Linked DNA regions of Mus musculus: regions 1 and 3 are each linked to region 2. The links are chromatin contacts, called in public capture Hi-C and promoter capture Hi-C maps. All regions are on one chromosome and are shown on one strand. Each heading gives the region's core, a stretch centred on a gene start, on an enhancer-like site or on the middle of the called end of the contact. The rest is flanking DNA. Distances are from core to core; before and after follow the strand shown. Region 1 holds the start of Nrn1 (neuritin 1). Region 2 holds the start of 1700011B04Rik (RIKEN cDNA 1700011B04 gene). Region 3 holds the start of Psmg4 (proteasome (prosome, macropain) assembly chaperone 4).

The links. Promoter capture Hi-C pulls out the DNA fragments that hold promoters and counts their contacts. Capture Hi-C pulls out chosen DNA fragments and counts their contacts.
Region 1: a capture Hi-C map of embryonic stem cells shows a contact between it and region 2, with 3 times the contacts expected there. The contact joins the promoter of Nrn1 here to the promoter of 1700011B04Rik in region 2.
Region 3: a contact with region 2 is called in a promoter capture Hi-C map of pre-B cells, with 2.0 times the contacts expected there. The contact joins the promoter of Psmg4 here to the promoter of 1700011B04Rik in region 2. A contact is called at or near these places in 2 of 39 promoter capture datasets (pre-B cells and stem cell-derived epiblast-like cells).

Annotation. Positions count from the first base shown.
Region 1 is chr13:36,732,206-36,736,015 of GRCm38.p6, forward strand. Nrn1 (neuritin 1) reads right to left here and starts at 2,272. Exons shown (of 3, transcript NM_153529.2): 1 at 2,031-2,272. The coding sequence starts at 2,085.
Region 2 is chr13:35,179,634-35,183,219 of GRCm38.p6, forward strand. 1700011B04Rik (RIKEN cDNA 1700011B04 gene) reads left to right here and starts at 1,990. Exons shown (of 3, transcript NR_045616.1): 1 at 1,990-2,062.
Region 3 is chr13:34,161,525-34,165,137 of GRCm38.p6, forward strand. Psmg4 (proteasome (prosome, macropain) assembly chaperone 4) reads left to right here and starts at 1,440. Exons shown (of 3, transcript NM_001101430.2): 1 at 1,440-1,725. The coding sequence starts at 1,552.

The DNA.
Region 1 (3,810 bases), core at 1,022-3,521, 1.6 Mb after region 2:
GCAGGGCGCATGTGTGTGAGCGTGTGTAAAATACGAATTCGGGAACAGTTCTGTGTCTAGAAATTGTGGCTTCTAGAGCTCTTGCACTGGAAAGCCGGAAGCAGTGCGCGGGACAGAGGGTGCAGGCACCACACATCGGTCGAGTTCCCAGTCCTTTCTGAACCCGGTTTCTGTAACCCCGAGACAGGCAGCCGGCCTGTCTCCTCTGCATCCCCATCCAGTGCGGTTTCCATGTTCTCATTCATTTCTTGGACCTCTCTCATTCATCCCAAACTTCCTCATTCGTTCTCCATCCTCTACTTCCCCGCCCCTCCCCAACCCCCACGCTTCTTGCCAAATGTCAGTAATTTGGGACAGCTTCTATCCATGAATTAATAAAGACTGAGGCTCCAATGGGGGGCGGGGGAGAAAGGTAGATATTTAGGAACATACATTTTAATTCCACTATGAAAATTTTGGTCATCTTCAGGCTGAGGTTCATCAAATGCATCTCTCCTGAAATTACTGTTTCATTATTTCTATTCTCATCTACTAGGAAAACAGAGTCCCCAAACATCCTCCAGGTGAAGTCCCTATCTTAAAACATTAGCTGTTTCTTAATCTATGAACATTAGTCGTCTAACTGCAAAATGCCACACTCACTTATTTCTAACACTTACAGCATTTGCTGCCCTTGGGATCTATGTCCTAGGATGGTTGCAGCTCTTTGAACTAATGTCAAAGGCACAAAACCACCAGATGCAAAGCATTAAGTCATCTCCTAAAATTAAAGGAAAAGGCAACATCCCGGTGCATGCTCCTTGCTTTGCAAAAATCCCAGTTTCTGCAAAACAATAAACAAATAAACAACCAAAAAAATCCCCCAAACAAATTCTCAAGAATATGGCAAATGCATATGGACCCCATAGAAAGAATCAGTTTTAATGCTCCGAAAGCCCCAATTTCTCTATATTTCTTATGAAGAAAAAATGTTAAGTATTTCTTCTCTTGTCCCACACAAATTCCCTGACGCACCCCTGAAATGCTGCAAGGATTTGTCTGTAAAGAACGCTCCAGCCTGGCACGAACAGTTTTCTCCATCTGCAGAATAACCACTGGGAGACTTTCTATTTTTTTCCTTTTGTCCATTCTATTAATAAGCTGCTTTAATTTCCCTTTTCAGTTACATTAATTAATGTTTCCATCCAGTATCACATAAGCGGATTCACTAGTACTTAAAACATTTGCATTTTGGATGGAAAAATATAAACTTTAAAAAAGCCTCCCAACAGTGTAGCTGAGACTCACATTCCTTAACATGAAATGGGGGGGGGGGCTAAATAAATCCATCCAATAAACCGCCACAAACAAAAATTACAAACCCACGAAAAGACAAAATGCGAACACGTTAAACCACTTTCCTGTATAAAAATAATAGAGATGCTAATCTGCCAAAAATCACAGACACACATGACCCTGAAAAAGTATATCAGTGAATATTTGGTTGATTTATCCTTCTCGGAGTAGTCTGCGGTGCCCGGAGCAAACGCTGCAGCTAAGATCTAGGGGGAGGGGCGGAGGAAGGACAAAGTTCTAAATGCTGCAGTTTGAGGGCAGCCTTAGAATATCTTTGCTTTCTGCATATAAACTTTTCAGCCCTAGCTACCTAGGCATCTTATTCCTCCCTTTACCTTTTGACCCCTCAAGATAGTATCTTGCAGTATAACAGGGGACAAATGCTACGAGCGCTCAGATCCTGTTTTAACCCCAAAGAGGGAGGAAAAAAATGGATGTGCGCTTTGGAGAAAAGGGAGAACCCCCCTTGGAAAACAGCCGGTCACACACACACACTTCCCTGCAAAAGAAATCACTTTCTTTAGGAAAACCAAACCAGAACTCCTTCCAGAGTCCCCAAGAGCTAATGCCCCGACTCAGGGAGTCTGCAGGGTTTTCTGCAACCAGCGGCAGACCCTGGCCAGCAAGTCCCCTTAGGCGCCTCTGGGGTAGGCAATCTCCGGTCGCCTACCAAGCCGTACCGGGCGGCCACTTACCTATTTGCACCGCGAGGATCAGTGAAATATATCTGCCGTTCAACTTAAGTCCCATCCTACGTTTAGTCAAACCATTTGCGACCGCAGACCTTTAAATAGTTAGTTTAGAGAACGCGGGGGAAAGCTGAAAAATAGGCATTGCCAACAAGTTCCGGGAGCGACAGAGACTTTATGCACTGGGAAGGCAGAGGGAGGAGAGAAAGAGAGGGAGCGAGGAAGAGACAGAAAGAGAGTGAGAGAGTGAGAGGCTGGGGGGGGGGGGGGAGAGCTGGGAATGGTTCACTCCATTAGGAGGGGGCGGAGGAAGTACAGCCTCACGCCCACGAGCAGGCCTGACGTGGGGGATGACACGGATTGATTTTTTTTTTTTTTTATAATATAGACACCTTGGTAGAGAATCACCATTTATAGTCATAAGACTCTGGAATTAATCAGATATCTCCAATTAATGTGCGATCTCAACGAAATCTCGCCTCTCTGTAGTGACTGATTTTCATCCCAGTGGCCACCCCCGCCTCCTCGTTCCAGGGGCCCCCAGCCCCGCCCCCTCCCTGCGCAGAATCGGGGCTCCCTCTCCTCTCCCCGCCCCGGAGACGGGGAGTCCTGGTGCGCCCACTCGATTGTTCAACCTGCTCCCTCCTTCACTGGCGCCACAACGAACCCAGACACTTCCAACCCTGCAGAGAGGTTTGGGGAGCTTTGGGCCCAGGGAGGACAGAGGGGAGAGACTCCTCCGGTCCGAATCACCCTTCTCTCGCCCTCAGTGGGGTGCAGACCCCCTCACTTGCCTACCCTAGTTTTCTCTCCAGCCCCACAGTTGAGCTCTAGGCGCAGCCTAGAGCGCGTGAGCACATAACCCGGCCCCCCAGCACACGCACACACTCACAAAAGCGCACGCCCGGGAGCGCCCCCGAGCTCGCCCGCACACTCCGCACGCGAGCGCGCGTACACACCCAGGCCCCGGGGGTTCGTTCGGCTCGCATGGGGGCCCCCAGAAATAGACTCTGCGTGCCCTCTTGTGAATGTCACTATTCGCGACGCTCACCCACCGAGGGGCATCTATACCAGGCATAGAGACACCTATTTTAGGGGGTTGGAAAGGCTGTCGGGCAAGAAGCCTAGGCTAGGGTAAATTTCGGTTTCTTGTGGTTTACAAACTCTTCGCGCTTTAGGAAATTTCCAAGGCAAGCTCTGGTGTACAACTCCTTTCTGGGGCCTCCTGAAGTCATCTGTAGGGTCACACTGACATGTTGATACACGCACCCACGTCCATCACGTACACACCCAGACCCACACACACCTGCGCTCTTTATTTTATTTTTTGATGATCCAGCACTGACTGCAGTAAAGAAATATCTCTTCAGCTGCGTTCGTGCAAGGTCCTGTAGTGGATCGTGTAAGATGGAAAAATAATCAGGGCTACTTCTTAAATGAAATTAAGTTTTGATTTTTTTTCTCCTTTTCTGCAATGCACCACACCCTCTTTCCCAGTCTGAATTCTAGCGTCTTTAATCAAATGTTGATGGCCGCATTGGCTAACTGTATTACTTGAGCCAATGAAGAGATATGCGAAAGGAGAAAAATAAAAGAGCCTTCATATTTTATAAGACTGCAGGGCGACCGCGTAAGGCTAGGTTAGTGGCAGAAATGAAAGGGGATTAGGGAGACCGGGCTTCCGTTTAATTTGCCTTTCGAAGCCCCTGCACTGGGAGCCCACACAGTCAGCCATCTGTGCACACAGACGGAGAAAGGGAGAAAAGGGTGCAAAACTGGGGTCAGG
Region 2 (3,586 bases), core at 740-3,239:
CAGGCTAGAATTAGGAGGTATTCAACTGAGCCCCAGTAAGAGGGAGAAAGAAGGAAAAAAGAAAGAAAGGGAGGGAGAGGAGGAAATGGGTAATAAAGGTCTAGAATGGGTTTTTAGAACTGTACTGCTTGATTTGAATCTAGACTTTGCTATTCACAAACTGGATAATGTTTAATATGTTTATTAACTTCTCCATCTCTCAATTTTCTGGTCTATATAGTTCTTCTGTATAGGAGAACAGAAGAACTTCCAACTTTGTGGGCTAAACAAAATACATAGAGCATCCATGTCACTGTCAGGTTGAACTGCCAAAACTAATACCACTGGCTAATTTTAACACTAAACACCAGCTTCCTTTACTCACAGAACCTCGGAATTCTAAGATCAAGGTACCAGCATACCTGGTGTCTAGCTTGAACAAGTCTGTCTTCTCCTCCTGTCCTTACATGGCTGAGAAAGAGGAAGCAAGCTTTAGAAGGAAGTTTATGTTCAGGGCACTAATTTCATCCTTTGGGGAATCCCTCTTGACTTAATCACATACCCCACCCCCATCCCCAGGTCCCATCTCTACATCCATTGTGCTGCGGTTAGAATTTCAGCATATAAATGTAGAGGGGCCAGCCCTTAACAAGTGCCTGGGGTGTTGTAGGCCGTCCATGACTGTGGCTATTGATCCTATTGCACAGGACTAAGGAGTTGTGGGTTCATCTAAACTCATTTGGCTGATAGAAGAACAGTGGAGGTCCTGCACACAGCAAGCACCAGGCTCAGAGGCAAGGGGACTGCGGAGTTTTCAGGAACTATGAAGAAGCTTTGGAGAGAAGAGAAATGACAGGTAGTATTTTTTAAATGCTCATGACACAGTGTGTTTTTTATTATTGCCCTAGTATTATGAAGCAGTTGGTGCTGTCAGTAGCCGTTAGGTAAAACTGGATACTCCTGCCCTCACTCTTATGGTCAAGTTCCTAACAGATACATAAGATTTGAGATCTGGGAGATTTGTAAAACTGCATTATGTCTAAAATAATTCTAGCATTATTTGCACTCTTCCCTTTTTATTGTTAGTATCTTATAAGATGTGTCTGGTTTAGTTGTAAAAAGCTATAATGTTAGACAAGTACTGTAGCATATACGCACAATTGGAGCAACTGTGTAAATTTTAATCTTATTGTAGCTCTGACTAAAAAAGATTGTTAGTTTTAATTATACATTTTATTTAGAGCAATAAACTTCACATCAGCCATAACCGATACATAAGCTACTGGTAAGAAATTTTGTTTCTTTATATCCACACTGAGGTTACAAAATTCTAGACTATCTCCACTTAAGCTAGCTACTTTGAGAATAGCACATAGACTGTGCTGGTCAATTTATCATCACAGTGACAAATACCTAACCACACAAGTTGAAAGGAAGACTTTAACTTCACTCACAATTCAGATCTTCAGTCTGCACACTGGAAAATACTAGACGTGGGGTGGTATTTAACAATGTGACATATGAATTTCCTTGCACATAGTATTATACAAGTTTCCTGTTTCCTAGAACACTATGCACAAAGGCTTTGTATAAAGCACATGATGAGCACATACATATTTCTCACTTTCTGTTTTATTGGCAAAGAGGAGCCAAGAATACCAGCAGGAAAGAGCCCTCTCCAATGGATGAAATCAATAATTATGATCCTGTCCCAGGTCCCAGAAACCTTAGTCTTAACTGTGTTAAATTTAATACTTGAATAGTAGTGGAAAGAGGGTGGAGTACTCTTTAACAAAGCTTGTTCCCCTCACAAAAGTTGAATACCAGGAAATAAAATCAAGAGGTAATCCAATGGCCATTATTTTGAGCTTGTTGCATGACAACAAAGCGCCAAATTGGGACAAAGCATCTCTGTTCTCACCTTCCTCTTGGAACATTACATGTGATTCATGGAATCCATTACATCACAGGTACATGGCTCACACCTGAATTCTAAATGCCTTTGTCTGAAGTTGCGGGTGAGACAAAGAAAAATATTGTTGGAAAATTTTATTCTAAAATTAAAGGAATTTTGAATAATAAGGTGAGCATATCTAGGTATTGTGGTGTACACCAATAACCCCAGCACTTGGTAGGCTAAGGCAGGAGGAATTCAAGTTTGGGATCAATCTGTTCTGTAAGGATATCATGTCTTGGGGGAAAAGGAAGAAGACCAGGGCCATTTTTATCCAGTTGTGAACCCTATGAGCTACAACAACGGCTGACCTGGAGATATGCTCATGAGTTCATCAGCGGCACAAATGCTATGGGGATAGTCTACTTTTTCTGACTGGATTTAAGGCCCACTCCACAGGAGGACTCTCAAGCCTGATATTGTAATTGGGCCAAGAACCCATGACCGGGGAGCCCAAACCTTCCAAATATAAACCCTACTACCTTTCTCTTTATGTTAAATGGACATAGGGTCAAAATACAAATCTTGGTTCTCAAAGATTAGTACGTCTCTCAGTCATTAGAGTAGTACCTTCTGCAGTGGATGGTAGCGAATACAAAGACTCATAACAAGTCAAAGTGCGGAGGACAGTCTTTGTAAATTGCTCAGCTCTAAATGGAACTATGTAATATACCTCCCCTACAAGGCTCAGGGAACATTGCAGAACACAGGGCAGAAAGACTGTAAGAGCCAGAGGGTAGGATAGACTGAGATGAAACAGTATCTTCTGGACATGACAGCTGCAGTCATGAACTCGAAGCACCTGTGTGTTGCCTGCACAATACCTGCATGAGAACAATCCAGTCAACAGTTCAGCATGGAATGGGGAGGGGCACACAAGTCCCTATTCCTCCTATAAGGAGCTATTGGGAGTTGAAGGTTGCTAAGGAAGGGAGAATTTGTTTACTTTGGGGATTTGGTTCCCCACATGCTGTCTGTGCTCTAACTGATGGCACACACCCATGTGTATATGGGAAACACTAACAGAATTCAGTGGAGTATTTATATATTTACTTATTTATATTTTTATGTATATGAGTGTTTTTCTTGTGTGTATGTTTGTGTGCCATGTATGTGTTTGAAATCCAAAAGAAGCCAGAAAAGAGCTTTGGATCCTCTTGAACTGGAGTTATAGGTTGTTGTGAGCTGCTATGTAGGGGCTGGGAAACAAATCTTGGTCCTCTGCCAGAGTAGCAAAGCTCTTAACTGCTGAGCCATCTCTCTAGCCCCTAAGTGGATTATGTGCAAAGAGAAGACATTAATTGAGAAGTTGTGAGGGGTCTGAGAGGAGATGGAGTATAAAAGTGTACAGGTGAATATGGTTGAAATACTGTATAGAGTATACCTAAAAATGTTAAATTAAAACCATTTGGCCATACTTCTGTGGGTTTATATTCACATAATTCTGTTCTATTGATTTATCCTTTTGCTAATATCATATGGTCTTGATAGTAATGTGATTAGCCCAATTTTCTTCCTCTTCAACTTGTTTTAGTTGTCCTAATTACTTCAATTTTCTCCTGACGTTTGAATCAGCTTATTTGGAAAATATACAGCTGAAACCTTTTGGAGATTGGTATTAACTCTCTAGATTGTCTGGGGAAAATTGAAGTC
Region 3 (3,613 bases), core at 190-2,689, 1.0 Mb before region 2:
ATTTGAATGCTAAGTGCTGGTCCCCCCAAATCTGGATGCCTCCTGATGAGATCCTCCTGTACCAAATGATGTAAAGCTTGCCCCCCAACTTATTCCTGATTGGCCAATAAAGATGCCTACAGACAAGGCTAGGCAGAACAGAGTGGGTGGAAAAATGGATTCTGGGCTTGGGGTCTGAGATAAGGATGAGGTGGAAGAGAGAGGAAGAAGGAAGGAGGTCACCATGGTGTTGGTAGATCATGGGCACATGGTCAAGAGGACCAGCCTGATGGAGTAGGAATGGCCCAGGCTGAACATGGCCAGTGACATCTCTGGGATCACCATAAGAAAATAGGTAATATAGCATAGAGGGCTGATATCTGCCTAGCTCTAGTGCTTTTAAGCTTATTATAAATCTAAATGTTTCTGTATCTTTTATCTGGTAATGATATGGTCTGAAGTGGGGTAGAAACCCCCAATAGATATTTAAAGGTAACAAGGGGGTGTAGTAACCCCCTCCCCCCAACCCCCAACAATATTAACCACAAAGGCTGGGCTTGTTGCTTTTATAGTAATACCTCAGGAGCTCTATCACAGGAATATTTCCTTTTCCTCAGTGACTTGGGTCTTCCAGACAGGGCCTATCCCCTGATCTCCCATGATATTCCATAATCTATCTCCCTTGGGGACTAAGACATCTCACAGTGGATCCTCGGAGGGTCCCAAACCATACTCAAATCACATCACATTTTAAATCTCAATTTGATCCACTAAGAGTTACAGGAAATTTAAGCAGACTCTTTGCAGTTCCTAGAGTCTCCAAGTCTACTGTAAAAAGCTTGACAAACCGGGCAAGTTTTTACGCCTCTCAACCCACCAAGGGACTCATTCCAAACACTTTAGTGTCCCAGTAATTAAAATTAAAGGGTCCCAGGGCAGATATATCACCACCCTCCACAGGGCTTCCCTCTCTCACATTCTTTCTCAAATCTTAAAGGCTCCCTACTCATATTTCCATTTTGTACTCGAGGAAAGAGAGACAGAGAAGTTAAAGGGTTAGATCAAGACCCGAGCTTTACATGATAGCAGCTCAGGGTGTGCCTGCCTGTCTCTGAAGACCCTGTCCTCCCGCCATGGTCTATGCAGTTCTTTTTTACAGCTTTCTCCCAGGATCATTGCTGTTAAATTATGTTAGCTAGGTTAGAGACTTGCAGAGGTGGGCCTGGGAGGTGGTGGCTGCTAAAGCGCTCAAATTGTGTCCGTGTCTGGGCAAAGGAAGATGCTGAGAGTGGTTTCAGTCCACTAACATGCGCTCCTGGGAAGAAGGAAAAAGGACAGAGGTAGTTCAGTGGGTTCCTAGAGATCGCTGGCAGACTCCTAGGCGAGGCTGAAGGTACCAGGCTAGAGCAGGCGGAGGCCCTGTTCTAGGCCCCGCCCACTCATGCTCGCCCCACCCCACCTCGGCGCGCGCATCTGAAAGTGAAAGAGCGTTCCGCTTTTCGGAGCTCGCTCTCTCTGGTCTGGGAGCCCGCGCCTGCCCGGTCTCGGTGCTGTGGCCCGGTGGCTGGCGGGATGGAGGAGTCTCGGGCCGCTGCGGACGCGGACGTGTCGCTTCACAACTTCAGTGCAAGGCTGTGGGAGCAGCTGGTCCACTTTCATGTCATGCGGCTGACGGATTCGCTCTTCCTGTGGGTGGGAGCAACGCCGCATCTACGCAACCTCGCAGTGGCCATGTGCAGCCGCTACGTGAGTGTGGGCGGGGCCAGGAACTTGATGGCGATCTGGGGGCGGGGCCTAGCCGTAGTTGGGGGTGGGGTTGGGGGGACCGGTGGACCTCAAGGTGAAGGATCTGGGGTAGAGGGTGGGGACCGCTAAGAAGGGTTTGGGAGGAGAGAGACCAGTGGGAGTGAGGCTGGTCGCATGCGGCCCTGAGAGACATTCTTGAGGAGCTTCAGTGTGCCCTGGGGTCCTATTCTGAACACCTCAGGCTGGAGTCTCCTAGGGCTGCTTCTTGACTTGCGGGAACCCCGGAGTCAACCCACACGTGGACCACCTTAAAGGGAACTCATCCCAGCCCCTGAGCTCTGAGCTCACCAGAACATCGGCTCTCCTTGCACCAGCTTCCTGACATGTGCGCGTGCTACGTTTTACATTTTACATTGGGTTTAGACAACTTTTGTATTGAACTTGGAGCTTAGATTTGAGTGTCTGATAGGTACTTGACCAACAAACTCAAACCTTCCCCTTCTGTGACCTTTCATCTCTGTATGGGCAACTCTACCTATTCTGAGTGCTCTCTGGCTGTCTTTGGCCTTTCTTTCTCTCACAGGTCACGTGCCCAGAGCCTCTCCATCTCCAGGATAGGGGGTTGAATCCAAAGCTTTGCATGTGCTATGCAAATGCTCCACCACTGAGTTAAACTGCCTGTCCTCATCTCTTCCTTGAACACACCACTCATATTGGATGAAGGACTTACCTTACCCTCGGATGAGCTCACTTTGTGTGGGGGGCACATGCATATATATGCACCCAAATTTAGGAACATGCATGCACGTATGCATGCATACCATACACACTACATATAAGCAAAAAGATAAAACAATAAGATAGATCAGGGATTGCCATTCCTCTGCTAAAGACCCTTTGAGATGAATTCAGAGTATGATACTGAGTTTCTAGTGATCCCCACAGGGCCTGTTGCTTCTTAGTGTTCTTCCCTGCCCAGTTATTCCAGTAGTACTGGCCTCTGAAGTTTTAGTGATATAAGGTGAGGTTAGTGTCTAGTACCTCTCAGGCTGCTCATTAAGTCACTTGGTGAGTTGTTGAGACCTCTTCAGGGCGTCCTTTAAGTTGTAGCCAGTCAGGCAGTAAGGTCTTACTTCGTAATCAGGTTCTACTAAAACATGGCCACATCTATCTATGCAGGTGGAGAGTATGGCAGCTCTAGTCCTACTAGCGGGCTTGTGGCTGCTGACACCTGAATTATTTTCTTTGTGAGCATTCATAGAAAAGTTGTGCTGGTCCATGGAGGACAGTGTTAAAGATCATGTGTGTGTGCTCCTCCCTTTGCCCGCAAATTTGTTCTGGCCACAACAAACTTTGGAGAACACAAATCACAGGATGAAGTTGCTTCTCTAACTGGCCTGTCTGGATAGCGGCAGGGGTTTCAGTACCCAGGAGGGATGATGCCAGCCAAGCCAGCCTGAGGGTGGCTGGCCTGGGATGGAAAATGGTCCTGACCTATGGCAGGGAGTTGGAGGAGGTGCTCCCACCTTAGTAAATGTGTCCTTGAGCATGTGTCTATGGAGACCAATTATTTGACAGTAATTAATTATATTAAGAACAGTAACAAGATGGGGCTTAAAATTTTATTTTTGGTACGAAAAAGCCAGCTGGTAAGGTAGATTTACTTCAGTAGGCTTCAGTGTAAACACTGTACATTTCAGCTAAATGTTGAATTAAGAGTCTATAAAGAACAGGTTTATGATTATATTTTTGTATCAAACAAAAAGATAGAAATTGAGTAATTTTATACTGTTCTTTTTTTCTTTTTAATCTTGTTCGGTATATACCTGAAGAAATTCTGAAAGTGACCTTAAGTTCTTAAGAGATGAATTATATAGTCTCTGCCCTG